Linked DNA regions of Sus scrofa: region 1 is linked to region 2. The links are chromatin contacts, called in public HiChIP or PLAC-seq maps. All regions are on one chromosome and are shown on one strand. Each heading gives the region's core, a stretch centred on a gene start, on an enhancer-like site or on the middle of the called end of the contact. The rest is flanking DNA. Distances are from core to core; before and after follow the strand shown. Region 1 overlaps LOC110260031 (a long non-coding RNA gene). Region 2 has its middle 92 kb from the start of ALDH8A1.

Region 1 (6,666 bases), core at 1,462-3,961, 120 kb after region 2:
GCGCTCAGCATCAGTGCTTCACTGGCTGCCCTTTCCTCCCACAAGCCTGTCAACAGAGAATGTGTCCCCACAGGAGATTTTCAGGAGGGCACTAAGTACTATATATAGGAATTTTTATTTGCATTGGATTTCTCAAAAACAGAACCAATATAAATAAAAACACAGACTATCAGGTCAAGATCCAGAGGGCCAGAGTGTCAAAGGGCAACATTTAAGAGTTCAAAAATGAGGGGAACCTGAATTAAATCTAGGTTTCTGGAAGATTATGGGTATTTTTTTTTATAAAAGAAAATATGGGTATTCTTTTATCAGCCCTGATTTTTTACTAACACATCAGGAAGAAGGGGAAAGGCTAGAAACCTGTCCTCTGTCCTCAGTCATTTATTTGTTTGTTCATTCATTCTTTCATTAAAAAGATCTTTTTTCTCAGCTAGGAATGTGACATATTTTCTAACCAAGACCACAGCCCATCATAAACATTTATCGTGGGACAAAGACCCACTACTATCACGGTCTTCCTGCTTCCGTTTCACTGTCAGAACTACATGACAGTGAATTTACTGCTGGATCTCTCCTTAATCCTGCTTTGAGAGTACAGAGTCTGACTTGGTGGGCCCTCACAGAAGGTGGACCTTGTAGCTCTCAGCACTGGTGCCTCCTGTGCATAGGCATGCAGTTACACATGATACGATCAAAGACTTTAGGACCAAAGGTCATGAGGTCCTTACCTCACAAGAAATTTTCAAATTTCTCAAAGCAGCCAGCAGGTCCCTCCAGGTTGTTTTTTAGAACCAATGTGTACCTTTTCATTGATTCTTTTTAATAGTTAAACCTGTAGTTTCAGCATTTTGAGATCTTTTTAAAACCTTGATCTCTCTCTTTTTTTTTCTTTTGCGACCACACTTGCAGTATATGGAAGTTCCTTTGCCAGGAGTTGAATCTGAGCCACAGCTGTGACCCACACCACAACTGCAGTAACTCGGGATACTTAACCCATTGTGTTGGGCAGACGATGGAACCAGCGCCCATACAGAGACAAGCCAGGTCATTAACCCACTTCGTCACAGTGGGAACTACGAATCTTGATTTCTTTTGACATATTATCTATCCTTCTCTGTCTTGAGTTTTGCAAATGTGATTAATCTATATTAATCAATTCTCTTTAAATTATTCAATTTATTATGAATTCACTAACTGCACATAATGTAGCTACGAATCTTGATTTCTTTTGACATATTATCTATCCTTCTCTGTCTTGAGTTATGCAAATGTGATTAATCAATATTAATCAATTATCTTTAAATTATTCAGTTTATTATGAATTCACTAACTGCACTAGAATGTAGCTGATTCTATGATGATACTAAAGAAAAAGTTGCCAAGTATCTTTAGAAGTGAATATATACCACATTTATAGCATTTCTTAACTGATACATTAATAACTTCATCATGAGGCTAATTGACCTTGACACTTTCTTCTTGGTCAACTTATGGGAGCTCTCTCGGTTTTCACTTCTTTTTGTAAGTTCTACATGTCATCTATTTAAACAAGTTACCTTTGTAGGACTTTGTTAAGGATAGATGTCAAATACTCATCAGCAATTTCTGGGAACTGCCTTTTTAAAATTTTGTGACATTTGCCCATCTCTAGGTTTCCAACATTTTTTTAGTTTTTATAGATACCGAAATGATAGAAATTGGCCTTTCAATCAAAATGTGGACCCTTTCAGAAAATTGCTGAGCCTGGGAACTTGGCTCTGGATAAGCAGGGCAGATTTTTAAATGCATTGATTATTTCCTTCACCATTTTGATCTCAAAGCCTTATTATGTTCCATGCTTTCCTGTTTAAAGACACTCATATCTAAGGCAGGAACAAAATAGGAGAGAATTAGTTTAATCTTTTCTTGGCTGTTAATTTTATGCCATCTGCCAAGCAGTAGGCCCACATTTTCTTTGTTTTTAAAAATGTCTTTACCTGCCCTTGGCAATTTGTACCAGCGCTTCTGGCCTTTAGCCTTTTATTTCAACCTTCCCTGTATTTTTGCCTCCCCTTCCCTCAACACTTTCTGTCTTACTTACACCTTTTTCTTGTGCATTATGTACTTGTACTTTTTTCTTTTAAAATTTTTTTTATTAAAGTATAGCTGATTTACAATGTTGTGTCAATTCTGCTATACAGCAAAGTGACCCAGTCATATGCATATATCCATTATTTTACTCATATTGCCTTAAATGATGTTCTATCATAAGAGACTGAATATACTTCCCTGAGTAGGATGTACTTGTGCTTTTAATACTACCCCCCTGAGCTTATTTTGAGGCCTGAGTGTGTGTATAATTCCACTGCTAGCAAATCTTGTGCCCTTGGCTGACTTTCTTGATCTCTCAGAGGTTTAGTTCCTTCATCTGTAAAATCTCAGGGTGAAAATGCATGATTTAGAAAGCAGTTGTGAAGGTCAAATGGAATGGTAACTTCAAAAGCTTTTGGTAAACTCTAAGGCATTATAAAAAAAGAAAAGGTCTTATAATTTGGAGAGCCAGGTAGTACTAGATAGAAGATATAGACATGCGCTATGAATACTGAAAAGGACCTGGGAGTTCATCTATGTCCAACCCTCTCAATTAATTAGATGGGAAAACAGATCAGGAGGGGTGATGGAACTTGTCAGAGCTTCCAGCTGGAGGCTGCGTGGCAGAGAGCTTAGCATACTGTGGACGGTGACTCATGATCTCAGCTGTTGCTGTCCAAATCTGATGACCTTGGTTCTAGTCCTGGCTCTGCTTGACTTCCTTAGAGTTGAACTTGAGAACAGCTCACATTGTCCACCATGCCCCATCATAGACATAGCCATTCACTGTGCCCTCTTTCCCTTACCTAACTTTCCTTCTCAACACAGTATCACAGACAGCTATGACCAGCCTTCCTGAGACAGTCTGGCCTGCTTTAGAGTCTTCTATTGTCTGTTGAGGCTCACTTGTTATTCTGCAGTCAGAAATGATTTTGTTGTTATTTTGCACTCTGCCATTTAGTGGCAAATGACTTCTAAAGACATCGGTGCGATTAATAAATAAAGCATGGGAAATGGAAGCTCTGGGAGGATAGCTGGCATAACTTCTTTGTTTTGAAGAAAATACACGAACAAATCAACAAATATTTATGTAGTGCCTGCCAGATACAAGGTCTGACAGCCTCTGCAAAGGATATACAAGGCAGTATATTAGAACTAAAGCTCAAAGAGTTTTAAGTTTTAACATATCCGTTACATAAATAATACTGCTTTTCCCCAGGACTTCTGATAATAGCTGCCACTTTGGGGATGTCTACAGCTTGTGTGTCGAGTTGATGACATATTTCATCTTATTTAGAACAGCAAACAAGTACTAATATTCCCATTTTATAAATAAGAAGACTGAGACTGAGTGTAAGTTCCTTACCCTGGGGCACACAGACCAAGAGACACGCTTAAAATTTCAAATTACTTTGGCCTGACTTCAGTTTGTCCTTTTTATGGAAGTTGAAGAGATGTACTTTCTGTCATAAATTACATGTCTGACTACACCCAGTATTATGAAGTCTCAGATGACATGGCTTGTTTTCTCTCAAATTTGATTCATCCAAATAATTAGGGATAGAAGCAAAGAACACTTAATTTTAGAAAATCCATCAATGGCCAGATGGAATTCTGCCAAGAACCATTTCTAGCCTGGCAGTTTCCTAGCCCGGATCTGGGCCTTTCTGTCCTCAAAATATGCAAATCAACACTTGCTTTAAATTTACCTTTTAAGGTACTAAAGAGCCATATAATAATTAACTAATCCAGAGTCCATGTATCTTTATTGAAACTTTGCATATAAAACTGTTCCTGCATTTGTTTTTTCTTGGCAGACAACAGATAGAATTTGTTTTGTATGGAATGCACTCACTTGGCCAGATTTTCTGAACTAGGCACTCTTTATCCTGTCCTGCTTTAGCTACTGGTTCTTTTTTAGAATAAAGGCGTCACCCCTTAGGCCTTTTCCAGACGTATTCAGATTGCAATGTCATCGTAATTCTTTTAATGGGAACTGGGAACAGCAGTATAAACATTCATCCCAAATCCTAGCCTTGAGGTTGTGCTGTCCTGACCTGTGTCCTAAAGAGAAGAATGGACCGGAAAACACTGAGAACATCCATCGTGTCCCCAGAGACCAATAATGATAGAAGATGTTAGTGTATGTGGGTGACCTGGGTTTAGTCTGAGAGGATTGCTTGTTTATTTGTAGATAGTAGCATACCACCAATGTCCTTTTACCAGCAGAAGAATTAGCAGATTTTTGCCTTTAAAGAACCAGTATCCATTTACTCTTTATAAAGAAAAAAAAAATTACTTATTGTACTGCTAAATCTAAACAGCTGTTATATAGGATCTCCTCCAGGATTATTTCTAATTGAATCCAACACATGTTAATTCATACATCTCTGTTCAAACAAGTCAGGGGTTTTCAGCTGACTATGTTGATCAGGCAAGAGGGGCTAAAACAAGACTGGACATCCATTAGCTTTATCCTCTGTGGTTCTTTCACAGACATGCATGAGAATTTGACCTTTGGGTCTATTTACCTGTCTGGAAAATAACAGCAAGAGGCAATTTGGTACTACCTACTTATCTCCTTTTTTGGTGTACCGAGGGTTTAAGAGTTAAGCTCCCTTAGTTATCCAAATGAACGGGTTGGCATAATCACCAACTATGATTAAGGAAATGAGTAAAGTGACAGGCATTCTACCACTAGAAGGTATTTATGGAGTGAACTAACTTTACCTCATGATTCTCCATCATCAAATCTATACTGGGATATGGTTTAATATTAAGCAGGCGGAATAAATTGCCTTTACTCTTCAGACCCTACTGACAAGCCTTACTTAATTAGGATTCGGTCTGAAACAAGGGGGTAAGGAGGTATTATCAATGATTGCTCCTGACACTTTGAAATAGTTTTTAAGTTCTTAAAATGCACCTAATCCTGAATTTTAAGGAAGAGAAAGAAATGGGGTAAAGGTAAATCAGAAAGGATTATGTCCTTCCTGTAATTGCAACATATGGTGCTTTAAGAAAACTCTTTACTGTTTCCCCCGGGTTCCTGAGTTAGCTTTTAATCTTTCTACTGGAAAAAAATTGCAAATAAGATTTGTTGAATTTTTTCCTACTTGTTCATGGTATGTCAGGGAGGGGTAATCCTAGGAAGTTTACATGAAAGTAAAACAACTGTGGAAAATAAGGGGGAAAGAGAGGCAACATTTATAAATAAATAGTCCTTCAAAACTTTTCTTACGGAAGAATTTTGCACTAAAATGTATATGTATGAGAAGCAACAATATTTGGTTCTTCAGTTCTTGGCTTCTGTGACTTTAATTCAGGAAACGGACCATCCACTATGTGTAGACAGTACTCCTTGTACTCAGGAAATACCAAAATGAATAAGCCATAGACATTGCCTTCAATGTTCATTCTGTCTAGTGGATGAGACTGACATGTAAGCATCAAATAGAAGATGGACTTTAGAGTCTGCATAGAAGTAGAACAAATGATATATTTAGGGAAAATAGAGGAAGAAAAGATGAAATGTGACCTGGGTGGTCAGGAGAGATTTTGAGAAGACTTTGCATTTGTTTGGAGCTTTGGGGAGTTTTGGGAAGACAGCATCTAATATTGAGTACTGACCAAGAAACTGGGACACAGAAGAGCCTGTTTGGAAAGTGACAAGAAGTCTGATGGGGCTGGCGAGTAGGATGAAGTGGGAGAGGAAATTGCAATGGTAGTCTGGGCTCAGATTATGGGGGAAGATTAGTGCTTTTGTCTACCTACAAATTCTTTTTTGGAACAAAACCTCCCATGAAGATTTCTCTGCAGACAATCTTCTTCGATTTCCTTTCTTCAAAAGTTTTTGCTGTTTTGGACAAGCAATACCTGATAACTATTTCATCAAACAGTGTATTTTTTTAAAAACAAGGTCTGTTAAGTCACCCAAGTATTGCCAAGTCTAGATCGCTTAGCAATGGGTCACAGCTATGAAGATGCAATTAGAGTTAGGGCGGCCATAGAAGTCACCTAGTACAAACTTGTCTTAGTTTCTTATAGCTTCTATAACAAAGCACCATAAACTTTGAAGCTCCAAAAACACAAATTTACTCTCCTACATTTATGTAGATTGGAAGTTCAAAAACAGTTTCACTGGGCTAAAGTCGAGGTGGCTGTAGGCCTGCTTCCTTCTGAAGAACATGATGGGAGATTTCATTTCCTCTCCTTCTCCAGCTTCTTAGTGGACACCCATATTCACTGACTTATGGCTTCTTCTTCCATCTTCAAATCACATCACCCCAATCCATGCTTCCATCATCACCTTGCCTCCTCCTCTCACTCCTTCCAGGTTCTTTTTATAAGGACAGTTGTGATTATCTCAGGTCCACCTAGGTAATGCAAGATACTCTTCACATCTCAAGTTCTTTAACATAATCACCTCTGCAAAGTCAAAAGGAACTTTTGCCATATAAGGTGACATTCATTGGTTTCTGGGATTAGAATATAGATACATTTACAGGGGGAGGGGGCATGATTTAGCCTGCCACAAACCTCCACATTTTATAGATAAGAATGTTCAGACCCAGCTTGGTGTAAGACCATAAAAGT
Region 2 (6,217 bases), core at 1,383-3,882:
CATACCGTGTATTGTCTTTGCAAAAGCATGGAAAAAGGAATAGAGTTTTTAAGACCTGATGCTTGGATGAAGGTAGTTAAAAACAGAAATAATAGCAGGCCTCACGGGATTGTCTTTTGAAGCATGATTTTTGTAGGTAGATTCTTTACTTGTTTAGCAAAGCAGAAACAGAAAACATTGACCCACGTTCAGAAGCAGAACATTTTTAAAAAGAAACATTGGCCTCTAACTCATCAGGTTAGAACTGGTTGCCAAGATTGTCTTTTAATGACACCTACCCGTGGATTATCTTTTCCTCTGTCACCAATGGGACTGATGTCTTTACAAAGCCAATGGAAACAGCCTTTTCTAGAAATCTTTACACAACTGTACCTTTCCGATGCTGAAGGTGACCTTTCTTACTCCTTTGTTCTTCAGCCTGTGGTGGATTACATTTGCCTTATTCTTTTATCACGTCTTTTAGTCTGAAAAGTTTCTGCCTATTTCTTTTATGAGTGCTTTTAAATAGAATGCCTATCAAATTATTTTCTCATTTATAAAGCAGGCTCGTGTTGAATGAGAATGAGATGATTAAAAAGGATGATTGTGAATATTTAAATGTACTTTCAGAGAATTTATATGGGAACAAAATTGGAAGAAAACCCAGAAAGTTTCTAATTTAAAATTATTTTATCTTTCTGATAAATATTTCATGCTCTTAGCTATCTTTGTTACAAAGAAATGGATTGGGAGCCAACAGGTCTGAGTTCTTGCTCCAACGCTGGCCAATAATTCATGTGCAGGGCCTCTGTTCCACCAGCTGCTCAATGAGGGTGTTTTTTTTAATGAAAAAAACCAAAAACCAAAAAACAAACAAACTTCAAAATGGCTGGAATGAATAAAGTACTTTATTTCCTGGAGATCTCAAAACATAGTCTTTTGTTGTAGCACAGACTACAATGGTATCTTATTGTATATAAATTCCAGGTTCTCCAGGATGGCATCTAAGGATCTTCGCATTGTCTTTGCAAAAGCATGGAAAAAGGAGACCTGATGCTTGAATGAAGGTAGTTAAAAAGAAACAATAGCAGGACTTGCAGGATTGTCTTTTGAAGCAAGATTTTGGTAGGTATTCTAATTATTATTTTTTTTAATTTTTTTCTTTTTTTTCTTTTAGGCATATGGTAGTTCCCAGGCTAGGGGCAGAATCTGCGCTATAGCTGCCAGCCTACACGACATCCACAGCAACTCCAAATACTAGGCATGTCTACAACCTATGCAGAAGCTCATGGCAAGATCCTTAACTCATTGAGCAAGCCTAGGGATCTATCCTGTGTCTTTGTGGATAATAGTCAGGTTCATTACTGCTGAGCCTTGACAGTAACTCCTGTATTCTAATTCCTAACTGCCTTTTGGCAGCTCTTCCCATTTGCTTTCTTGGGCTCTTTCTTTTGGTGAATACAGTAGACTATTTGCTATTCTTTATCAAACCATGTACTTTCTTGACTCTGGACACTTGTTCTTGCTGTTCCCCCTGCCAATCATGCCATTCCCACCTCTCTTTACAAACCAAAGACCTACCTACCTTCAAAACTTAAGTCCAATGTTTTCTATTTTTTGAGCAGCTTTTTGTAATCTAAGCAAAATGATTTTTCCCCTTCCCTTTGAGCTTACTTGTAATAGAGCACTCGTCATATAAGAAAATTGTTTGTTGATGTATTTTGTTTTCTAACTCCAAAATTAGGATCCTAAGGGCAGGGGAACTAAGAGATTAGTAAATGGTTGAGAACACCAATGATGAGTGAATAGATGTACCTGTCTGAAATTAGCTCACATGCTTGTTCACAGAACTGTCTTGGGAAACACCCAGAATTATTTCAAAGGCAACAAAAGTGTCCTGGTTTGTTGGTAGGTGGGGAAATACAAGGGTTATATCAGCAAGGCTGAATGAAAAGCGTAGTCTGGATCTTCACAAGAAAGCATATTTCTTTGATTAAACACATCAATTGGCAAAAGCCCCCAATCATGGTTAAGAGTGTTATTTTGCTGAAAACTCAAATCAAGAAACACTCAAAGGAAAACAGCCATGATGGGTATCGTCCTTGAGGTGGATTTTTTTTTTTTTTCTTTTTGATTTTTAGGGCCGTACCCTTGGCATTTGGAAGTTCCCAGACTAGGGGTCGAGTCAGAGTTGCAGCCTATGCCCCAGCCACAGCAACATGGGATCCTTAACCCACTGAGCAAGGCCATGGATCAAACCCACATCCTTATGGGTACTAGTCAGGTTCATTACCACTGAGCCACAACAGGAACTCCAGTGGTGGATGATTCTTGATGGCTGTGTTGAAATTTTGGCTTAAGAGGAGAAAAATGCTAGTGGGCAAAGGAGTTAGGGGAGAGAGTTCCACGGGGAAATGCTGGGTTTTGGAAAACTCAGAGAAGAAAAGGATCCAGAGATATAGTCTTGGGAGATCTGGAACAGCAGAGATGGGCAAGTGGGACGTTTTTCATCCCCTTGGATGAGCTGAAGCACAGCTCCCCTAGAAAATTCTGATAAATTGCCACTAGATGACGCTGTTTCCTCATTAGGCAGATAGGATGTCACCAGGGTGGCCCCACTCCACAGAGGCAGGAGTGTCAGCCTCAGGGCCTAGGATCTGCTTCCAGCTCTGCTCTCTGCAGAACGAGGCCTGGAAGGAACGGACCTCTGAGGCTGGAGGGATCTTTCATTTGTAAAACAAACCAACAAACAAAATCCTGGACTGGGTCATTTCTAAGGTCTCTCCAATTACTTTTTAAATTTCTTTTTTTTTTTTTTAATTCAAACCTCAGTGACGCCTTTTATGTGAATAAACACTTTGTACAAACATATCAATTTTTATTTAACAAAATCTCATTTAGATACATAAACTCTGTACACCATGGCACACCTGTGTGGACTGGTATCCCTTCTGGGCCTAAACATTTCTCACGTTAAATCTTATTTCTGCCCTCAAAGAACTGTGGAGCTAGAAAGAATCTTAGAGGGTGCGCGTTTCTGTCCTTTAGTTTTCATATCTAATATCTAAGCATAAGCTTCTCTGGGGGGGCGGGGTAGAATCATATCTTGCCCATCGCCACCCCCTTTTAGGGGCCATAGTTCCGCAACTACGACTTGTGCTCCAGGGCTGTTCTGCCTTGCATTCTCTTATGCAGGCTATTTGATATCACATGTAGGTTTTGAAGCTCTATCAAAACGTACTTGACCACTGAATAAAATGAATGGCATGGAACACCTCTCTACTGGGTTTGAGCTACTTTTCTCGCCTACTCTTGGGACAGGATTCTACAAACAGTGCTTTGCTCTGTGTTTGGCTCAGATGGGTTCAGTTAGGTGGGGCTTAAACTCTAAGGCAAGAATATGGTGCTGGGTTGAATGCTGTAACTGTGTCTATCCCTTCCCCCCAACTCCAGAGGAAGTCCCCAACTCCAGAGGAAGTCCCCCAACTCCAGGTCTCTGCCTCGTGCTTATCCTTCCTGGAGCCCCCGTCATTTTCACGCACAGAAGGGCTGCTTTTCCTGGTGAGTCCTCAAGGTCATTGGTCTGCTGCTTCCTATAGTAATCGTAACAACAATTTATCTCCTGTAAACAAAACAGCATATCCTTAACCTACATACCACGGTTAAAATAGTATCCTAGTAGGACAAGAGTTGCTGACTGTGAAAGAAAATGGGCAAAAATAAGGGAAAAAGAAATAAGGTTTGAAAACTCAGATGTTTTATTCCATGTCTTATAGATGGCAGTGATATCTATTTCTGCCTGAAAAAGAGGATGGACTTCAATTTTGTTCTTCCATTTTCTTTATACAGCTTCATGAAGACAGTTTTTAGTAGGTATTTAAGAAAAAAGGACAAGCATGCAATGACTCCTGAATGTACTGATGACCCCCTAATGATCTCCCAGGGACCCAGAAATTCCTCTCACCAGATCAGTTCAGACCCCGTGTTCACAGTTAACAAGGTTTCATTAGGGCTGAAAAAAAAATTTGCCTTTGCTTCCAAACATGAGCTAAGCTCTGATAGGGCCCCAGCAGGGAACAGATTTCTCTTTTTATCTTTTTGCTTCCCTGGTGTGTAATCTTGTCTTTTGAAATAGTTGCAATCAGAACAAATTACCTAAAGAGTGGGGCAGGAAAAGATTTCACAGTCATTGTGGGTATTTTTTAGTTTTCTTTAACAATTGGTACCTTCCCTTAGTAATTGAAAATGAGCCAAGAAATCTGTGTGTACTTGGCAGTGTTTTTCTAAGTGTGTGGACGAGAGAGGAGGGCTTTTAAGGTGACACAGATTGCTTCAGCCAGGGCTAGGCAGCTCTGGAAAACCAGCCACCTGCCTTGTGTCCTGGTTCTCTGCCTTCACAGGGACCACAGGGAGTTTGGGGGACAGTTACTGCTAAGGTTGGAGGGGAGGCAGAGGTGGAAGGGTTGAGTGGCTAGTCCTTGGCTCATGTTTCAGAAGCAGAGTTTAGTGTGGTTAGTTCATCCCTCGCAATCCTGAAGAGAGGCTAATGAATGGTGTGCCTCTGAATCCACCCTTGATTTTTGGTTGGTGCTCCAGTCCCACTAGGACCTCAGGTCAGTGTCAGGAAGGTGGGCTTATTGCATCTCTGAAATGCAGGGGTTGCTCTGCACTGGCTGGTTCATGCATCACAGCCTGCCCATCCCATGGGTGTTGCAAAAACCTGTGTCTGCTTCCTGAGGTTCAGGGAAATGAAGAACGGGCCTGGGGTCATTAGGACTAAGCAGACATTTGAACCTCCGAGAGGAGGGATTTCAGGGCATGGTGAGTGTTTATGACATTCCTGGGGGAGGCTTGGAGGGGACACCTACCACTTAAGGTGTCATTTCTTGAGCTTCATACTTGAGTTAGAAATGTCGGAAACAGGAGTTCCCATTGTGGCTCAATGGTTAGCAAACCCAACTAGCATCCGTGAGGATGCAGGTTCGATCCCTGGCCTCACTCAGTAGGTTAAGGATCCGGCGTTGCGGTGAGCTGTGGTGGAGGTCGCAGATGTGGCTTGGATCCAGTGTTGCTGTGGCCCTGGCGTAGGCCGGTGACTACAGTTCCCATTGGACCTCTAGCCTGGGAACCTCCATATGCCGTGGCTGGGGCCCTAAAAGACCAAAAATAAAATAAATAAATAAATAAATAAATAAAAATAAATGTCTGAAACAGAAACAGCCAACTCTGAAAGGTCACCTTCTAGACAAAGCGCCGATGCCCAGGCTGCCTGGGCTCCACTCGGAACACTACAAGAAAATGTGTTGAAGCAGGTGTCAAGGAAAGGTCCATGGGAAAGAGGCCATGTTGCTGATGGAAAGTCTGGTGGAGAGCAACTAACATTCCCGTTCACCATACATATTACCATTAGCCGAATGAGCAGAGATTAGACAGGCCCTTATGAGGACCTCGGGTCCTCTGAGCCTTCTGTTATTTAAGACTAAGGTGCTGGTAGAATCAACCATAGCTGCAAAGTCCAGGGAGACTTCAAGGGATGATAAAAGCTCATCTGTGTGTGTGGTAGGAGTTTAAACAAGAAAACCTGGACAGCAACTCAAGAGAGTGGAGACCAGCTCTGTACTTCCTTATAGGTAAGATCATGAGTCCCTTAAGCAAATCAGATCAACTAGTCCCCAGTCAAGGTATGTCTAAGTGGGAATCATCTCTGCAGGGGTATTTAATCCAAAGGAGGCAGAGAGGCAGGGGAAGTGTAGGGTCTGATATGCAACCCCCAGTTTTTCAAAAGCCAAGAGACTCTGTTTCTGCCAGCAAGCTCACTCATTAGGAGACTGAATGCAGGGTGCAAAGCCATTGGTGACTGAGGTCTCCAAGATCAGAGGGAGAACCAATTTTATCAAGCTCAAGGGAAGGCCCAAATAGCTCTCTTCTCTCTTGGAACAAAGCAGAAAGTCTGTTTACTCCCTGGGTTATTTAATAGTGGATGATTCTAATATTCATTTCTGTCTTCCTTGAGTCAAGCCCAGTTTTTCATGTAATTGGCCAAAAGCTATTGAAATACCAGGTTTGGAGTAATTGCTAAAATACAAGACAAAGTAAAAGATTTTTAGACTGCTCCTTGAACATAAAAACAAGTAATATTACCAATGAAAGTTCAAACCCAGCATTGTAAAAAAGAAGCGTCATTGTAAATTTTAATAGCTGTCACAGAACTACATTTTGCATGGATTTGAAAAGTGGC

What was found. HiChIP or PLAC-seq counts read pairs in DNA pulled down with a chosen protein or histone mark.
Region 1: an H3K27ac HiChIP or PLAC-seq map of alveolar macrophages shows a contact between it and region 2. The contact joins two enhancer-like sites. A contact is called at or near these places in 1 of 5 promoter capture datasets (fetal liver), 11 of 47 Hi-C or Micro-C datasets (alveolar macrophages, blood, epiblast stem cells and 6 more) and 1 of 2 datasets of contacts at active chromatin or transcription factors (alveolar macrophages).

The regions. Positions count from the first base shown.
Region 1 is chr1:29,272,695-29,279,360 of Sscrofa11.1, forward strand. All of the region lies in intron 2 of LOC110260031 (a long non-coding RNA gene), which reads left to right. Among named protein-coding and RNA genes, the nearest start is that of ALDH8A1, 220 kb to the left of the region's middle. Within about 2 kb of position 2,712, at least 16 of the 83 cell types and tissues checked have an H3K27ac peak or open chromatin away from gene starts, as enhancers often do. A contact at or near this core is called in alveolar macrophages and liver, where this site is marked.
Region 2 is chr1:29,149,564-29,155,780 of Sscrofa11.1, forward strand. No RefSeq gene overlaps it. Among named protein-coding and RNA genes, the nearest start is that of ALDH8A1, 92 kb to the left of the region's middle. Within about 2 kb of position 2,633, at least 18 of the 83 cell types and tissues checked have an H3K27ac peak or open chromatin away from gene starts, as enhancers often do. A contact at or near this core is called in alveolar macrophages and liver, where this site is marked.